Linked DNA regions of Hordeum vulgare: region 1 is linked to region 2. A link is a contact called in public Hi-C data. All regions are on one chromosome and are shown on one strand. Each heading gives the region's core, a stretch centred on a gene start, on an enhancer-like site or on the middle of the called end of the contact. The rest is flanking DNA. Distances are from core to core; before and after follow the strand shown. Region 1 holds the start of LOC123452911 (extra-large guanine nucleotide-binding protein 1-like). Region 2 holds the start of LOC123452413 (reticulon-like protein B18).

Evidence for each region. Hi-C and Micro-C count contacts between places; a contact is called where the count stands out from the background.
Region 1: a Hi-C map of seedling shows a contact between it and region 2, with 7 times the contacts expected there. The contact joins the promoter of LOC123452911 here to the promoter of LOC123452413 in region 2. A contact is called at or near these places in 3 of 6 Hi-C or Micro-C datasets (leaf and seedling) and 1 of 1 datasets of contacts at active chromatin or transcription factors (embryo).

Annotation. Positions count from the first base shown.
Region 1 is chr5H:60,723,041-60,726,280 of MorexV3_pseudomolecules_assembly, forward strand. LOC123452911 (extra-large guanine nucleotide-binding protein 1-like) reads left to right here and starts at 1,742. Exons shown (of 8, transcript XM_045129649.1): 1 at 1,742-3,010. The coding sequence starts at 1,994.
Region 2 is chr5H:60,551,455-60,554,298 of MorexV3_pseudomolecules_assembly, forward strand. It overlaps LOC123452413 (reticulon-like protein B18), which reads left to right and starts at 1,374. Exons shown (of 8, transcript XM_045129062.1): 1 at 1,374-1,974; 2 at 2,061-2,220; 3 at 2,319-2,393; 4 at 2,479-2,617; 5 at 2,721-2,790. The coding sequence starts at 1,422.

The DNA.
Region 1 (3,240 bases), core at 492-2,991, 170 kb after region 2:
TTTTTTACATTGGGCTTGGTTAGACCCGGCCCGACCCGGTCTTGCCTGCTGGTCGGGCTTGAGCCTGAATTTTGAGCCCGAAGCACACGTCGGGCCGGGCCTAGGCTTGCCATTTTTGTAATTTATGAAAGGGGCCCGGGCCAAGGCCCGATGGGATTTCTTAGTGCTGGGCCGGGCTTGGGCCTAGGTTTTTTACGTCGGGTTTGGTCAGGTCCGGCCCGAAACCCGACCCGGCCCGATGGATGGCGAGGTATAATTGAGATTGACTCAACTCATGGCTTAAGTTAATTTCAAAAAAAAACTCACGGCTTAATTTCAAAAAGTGGATTTTGATGATTTTTTGGGATATCAAACCTGGGTGCTTATCCTACTCCACCATTATTTTTCATGAGGAATGGATGTTCGTGGTATCTGTGGAGAAGAAAATACGGTCTAACATACGAATTTTAGTTTTTTTCTACACAAACGATTTTTTTTACTAAGAATACGACAAGCAACCATTCCTCATGGAACTAAAGACAGGAGTAGAATGGATACCCATGTTTGTTATCCCAAAACTTGAGTCTTTTTTAGAAAAAATATTGGTATTTTTATTTAATATTTATATAAGGATGTGTAGCACCCGAGAGCCACAAATCCTCCATTGTCAAACAATATGTTGTATTATACTCCCTCCATCCGAGTTTATTGGGCCTTTCAGCCAAAGCAGCGGAACCAAGACGAGTTTGATTTATTCTGCAGTAAGTGCAGTCGTTCCTCGAAACACAGTGAGCGGCTTCGCTTCTCATGCCCGCACTTCCTCCCACACGTGCATGCGCCAAGCAGTGCCCAATCAGAGCCCAAACACGCATGCATGCATGTCCAATTCAATTAGCGCAACATTAAAGCTCTTGCATTTTAGGTGTTATTCAGCTATTTTTTCAACAAGGGCCCTTATAAATCCACATGCCTAATAAACCCGGACGAAGGGAGTAGGATACAAGGAGTAGTACTTTCCAATGAATGCTACGACCCTCACATATATGTTTGTTTTTTCATAATTCTTGTTTTTTGTGAGTTTTATTGCATTGTCCAGCGACTGTTCGTCTACCTTGCTCACACAATCCTCATTGTCATCCTCACAATATACGCGTTTATAGAGGAAACGACTATGTCACATGACAATGATGATCCGAGTTTTACCCTTGCACACCTTTCCTTCCATTTTCTTCGCCCGCATTTCATTTATACTCTATCTATTCTGGTTGAAATCCACATCATGAGTGAGAGATTGCCAGAGTACATGTCCATTACGGGTCCTAGAATTGTCAGGGTCACTAAGTGGAGATTGATGCACACACTCTAAATCTGTCTAAATCCACACCATTATTGATTCATCCATGTATATGAATCAAGATTTGTCTTATCAGTTCAATGATTAGACCCTCTATGTATGTTAACTACTACTCCTATATCTATACTTAAATAATTGTAGTTGAAGAGAACTGGAGTTTTGTTTTTCCAACCACAGTTATTTAGGTATAGCAGGATTAACTTAAAGTTCATGAGAATTACTGTAACTAGGAAGTTTTTTAATAAAAAAAGAGAGTTGGTGCATGTTAAGATAAATTATAATCTGTCCAGAAACTAGTAAAATAAGAATGGAACTCAAAGCAGCTCACCAAGAAAGGAAAAGGAGCCCTCAAAAAAGAAAAGGAAAAGAAAAGAAGGAGCCCATCAGAGTCGAAGCAGGTAGGGGAGGACGATCTACTGGTCCACCATAGACGCGGCGCACGACGAAAGCAGCAGTCTTCCTTCTCCACGACGACCCCTCCTCCATCTCCGCTCCGCTCCCTCCCTCCCTCGCGCATGCTCCAAAAAGCTACTCTCTCCTCTCCACCTTTCCCCTCTCCCCACGTCTAGGGTTCCCCACCTCCCCGTCCCCCCATGCCGCTCCCCCCCGAACCCTAGCTAGCTAGCCCCAGCCTCGTGCTCCGCCCCGCCGCCGACAGGCATGGCCTCCGCCGTCGCCGGCGACGGCGAGTACTCCTTCGCGGCGGAGTACGACGGCCCGCCGCTCCCCTACTCCCTGCCGCGCGCCATCCCGCTCGACCTCTCCCACATCCCGCTCGCCGCCCTCTCCTCCTCCTCCTCGCCGCCGCCCACCGGCTCCTCGCCGCTCCCCGTCGTGCGGCCCCTCACCCCCTCCTCCCTCTGCTCCGCCATCCACGCGCAGCAGCAGGCGGCGGGGCCTCCTCGCTCCTCCGGCGGCCCCGCGGGGGGTGGCGCCCAGGCGGTCGCCGACTCCCCGACCTCCGTCATCGAGAACCACCACGCCGCCGCGCACCACTCCGCCGAGCTCCCCTCCTCCCCCTCTGACGCCGACGACGACGACAAGGAGGAGGAGGCGGGGATGCCGTCGGTCCCCCACCAGCCCACCGTCTCCTTTGCCGAGACCAGCTGCTCCCTCCTCGAATCGTCTGAGGAGGAGGAAGAGGACGATGACGACGAGGACGAAGCCGCCGACGAGGCCATGCCTGCCGCAGCTCGATCCAGCGGCTCCCTCTCGCCGGCGCATTTCGAGGCGGGGAACCACCCCACGGGAGCCAAGTCTCGGGGCTGCTACAGATGCGGGAAGGGAGGCGGCTTCTGGGGCCGTGGGGACATGGAGTCGTGCCTCGCCTGCGGCGCGCGGTACTGCTCGGCTTGCGTGCTCCGGGCGATGGGGTCTATGCCGGAGGGGCGCAAGTGCTTGTCCTGCATCGGGCGTCCTGTGGCCGAGTCGAGGAGGAACGCGCTGGGCAGAGGCTCACGCGTGCTGCGGCGGCTGATCAGTGCGGCGGAGGTGCAGCTCGTCATGAGAAGCGAGCGTGAATGCACAGCGAACCAGCTGCGACCGGAGGACATTTACGTTAATGGGGCTAAGTTGTCACCGGAGGAGCTAGCTTTGCTGCAGGGATGCTCGTGCCCTCCTTCTAGGCTCCGCCCTGGCTTCTATTGGTACGACAAGGTATCCGGCTTCTGGGGCAAGGTACGTGGGTCAAGGTTTTGGCACAAGAATTAATCTGATCGTTTGCTTTGTCTGTCAGTCTTCTTAGTGAGCCTATTTTGGGTGGCCTCTTTAACCGTATAGTATGATGTCACAATTGTATTTTAGCCAATCAGTAGTGATTTTTTCGTCTGCATTTCCACACATTTGTCGGACATGGACAAATGTTTTTCCAACAGCATGGTAACTACCAGTGCCCGCCACTCTCACTC
Region 2 (2,844 bases), core at 124-2,623:
CGAAATTTGAAAAATTGTTTCGGCATTTGAAAAAATGTTTCAGAATTTGAAAAATGTTCAGGAATTTTAAAAAACGTTATAGAATTCGAAAAATTGTTCTGGATTTGAAAAAATTCTTCGGAATTTAATAAAAATGTTCCGGAATTTAAAAAAATTTCCGATATTTTTCTTAGAATGTTTCGAATTTTTCAAAAGAAATGCTCTGAAATTTGGAAAAAGGTTGGAAAACTATGTTCCGGAATATGAAAAAAAGGTTCTGATATTTTTATTAAAATGTTTCGAATATTTCAAAAGAAATGTTCCGAAATTTGAAAAAAGATTCGAATATTTGAAAATTTTGCCGGTATTTGAAAAATGTTCCATAATTTAAAAAATGTTCAGGAATTTAGAAAAATGTTACAGAATCCGAAAAAATATTCTGGATATGTAAAAATGCTCCAAAATTTAAAAAGATGTTCTGAAATTTGAAAAATGTCCTGGTTATTTAAAAAATGTTATGATATTTTTACTGAAATGTTTTAGATTTTTCAACTGCTGGTGGCTAACTTTTTTTGTGGTCTCCAGATTCGTTACTGGTCGCTAACTTGGGCGGCCCAATTGGGCGACCCATGTGTGTCCGCTCGGCAGTTGCCGCAACTAGCGGCGGATAAGAGTGGGACTTCCTATTCGGCGCCTTCAGCGCCGTTAGGGAAAGCGGCGCCTCCAGCGCTCCTCCTCCTGGGTCGGCCCATGTAAAAATGCGTTGGTCATTAAAAGTATGAAAAAAGTTCACATAATTTCGAAAAGTTCAGATTTACAAAAAAAGTTCAATTATTATTAAAAAAGTTCACCAATTTTTTGAAATATGTTCATGGATTTTCAAAATGTTTATAGAATTCGAAAAGAATCATCAATTTTTAAAAACAGTTCACTGATTTTGAAAAAAGTTCACCAGATTTTGAAAACAGTTCACTGATTTAAAAAAAATCATTAATTTTAATTTATCTTCATTGATTTTCAGAAATGTTCACGAATTTCCAAAAACAATTCATCGATTTTCAAAAAAGTTAACCGATTTCAATAAAAGTTCACGGGCTAAAGAACGTTCATGAAGGATCTTTTCATGGGCCAGCCCATTGCGGAGTGCTGCAGGCGTCGGTTTTCCCCATAGGAGGTCCCAATCTTTCGTTCGAAGTTCCGAACAGGCCCTAAACTCCCCAACGGGCCATTCGCGACTCACCCAGCCCACCCGCCACGTGACCAGGCCGCCTGTCGAACCCTGCAACGGCTATATCGCGCGTCTGCTCTCTGATACGTGGGCCCAGCGAATCTATGTAGTTTCGCTTTCATCCCTGACCGCCCTTGACCTTTAAACTCCGCCAGGACTCCCAAACCCGCACAGACCAAAGCAAACTGAAGCAGTCAAGCAAATCGACCAACACATGGCGGCCATGGCCATGAACCCCTCCTCGCTGTCGCCGGCCCCATCCTCGAAGCTTCGGACGCCTCCGTACCACCACTCCTCTCCCGCGGCGGAGGAGGAACCCATGGCGACGCCGCCGCCGAAGCCGACGGGCCAGAGGTCGCCCCTGCCGTCGCCGCTGCAGCTTTCCGGCGGGTACTCGCTCCACGAACTGCTCCTGCTGTCCCCGTCCCCGACCTCCCGCCGCACCCGCTCGGGCCAGCGGGGCGCGGCCGGGGCAGGCGTGGATTCGAGCCTGGAGATGGCGGGGACGCCTCCCAGGCGGCGGCGCGCCACGCCCGCGGCGGCCTCGCCGAGGAACGCGAGGCGGGCTAGGCGGAGGTTGGAGAAGGAGGTCGATCCGGAGGAGGAAGCCGTTAGGAAGGCGCGCAGGAGGAGGTCCTCCAGGGTGACGTCCAAGGTCGCGGCCGCGGTGGCTGTGGACAAGGCGGTGGTGGCGGCGGCCGCCGCCCCAGAGAAGGAGGATAACACGAGCTTGGCTTTGCTTCCGGCTCCTGCGGATGCCACTCATGGTGAGCATGGCTAGATTACTGGTTGAGGACAGCATTGCTAGATCCGAATGTTCACTTTGTGCTAACTGTTGTGGCTGTTGTTTCAGCCACAGAAACTGACGCTCTGGAGCAGTCCGGATGGGAAAGTCTCTGGGAAAGGATCGTCGAGCTAGTGATGTGGAAGGACGTGGCGAAATCAGCACTCTGGTTCGGGATGGGATCCATGTTCTTCCTCTCTTGCTCCTTTTCAAGAGAGATCGCTTTCAGGTATGCTGATCTGCTACTGTTTCGCCTCAAATTCATACATTGCTCTATGTTTCTTCCTGTGCTGATCTCGTATGAGTTTCGGGTGACCATCTGTACAGCCCATTTTCTGTATTTTGTCAGCTGGGCGTTATGGTTTTGGGTCTAGCCTTCTTTAAGGATTCTGTACCACAGAGGTATAATATGAAGTACGAACCAGTGATCATCAATTCGTTACTCTGCTTGAACCCAGCAAGTAATTCCAGTTCGCATTTGTATCAGGCAACCGGTGAGGGAAAGGAACTTCGAGTTGACTGAAAAAGATTTTCTTCGCGCTGCCGGAGCTGTGTTGCCGATTGCTAACTCCATCATATCCACGGCACAAGTGATCTTCTCGGGCAACCCATCGACGACTCTCAAAGTAAGCATTAAATTGTATTTGTGACTCGATCCTTCTGGCTGAATCATAATCTTTTCCCTGAGTAATTTATATCTTTGTGCCTCTTTTGATATCTGAATCTTAGGTGTTGCCCGTTCTTCTGTTCGGTGCAAAATATGGTAGCCTGATTACGGTATGGAGGTTTCTAGCCACAGGTACAATTGGGTGCATAAAGTAGTACTGCAACAATATTAGCATGGCTGCAGTGC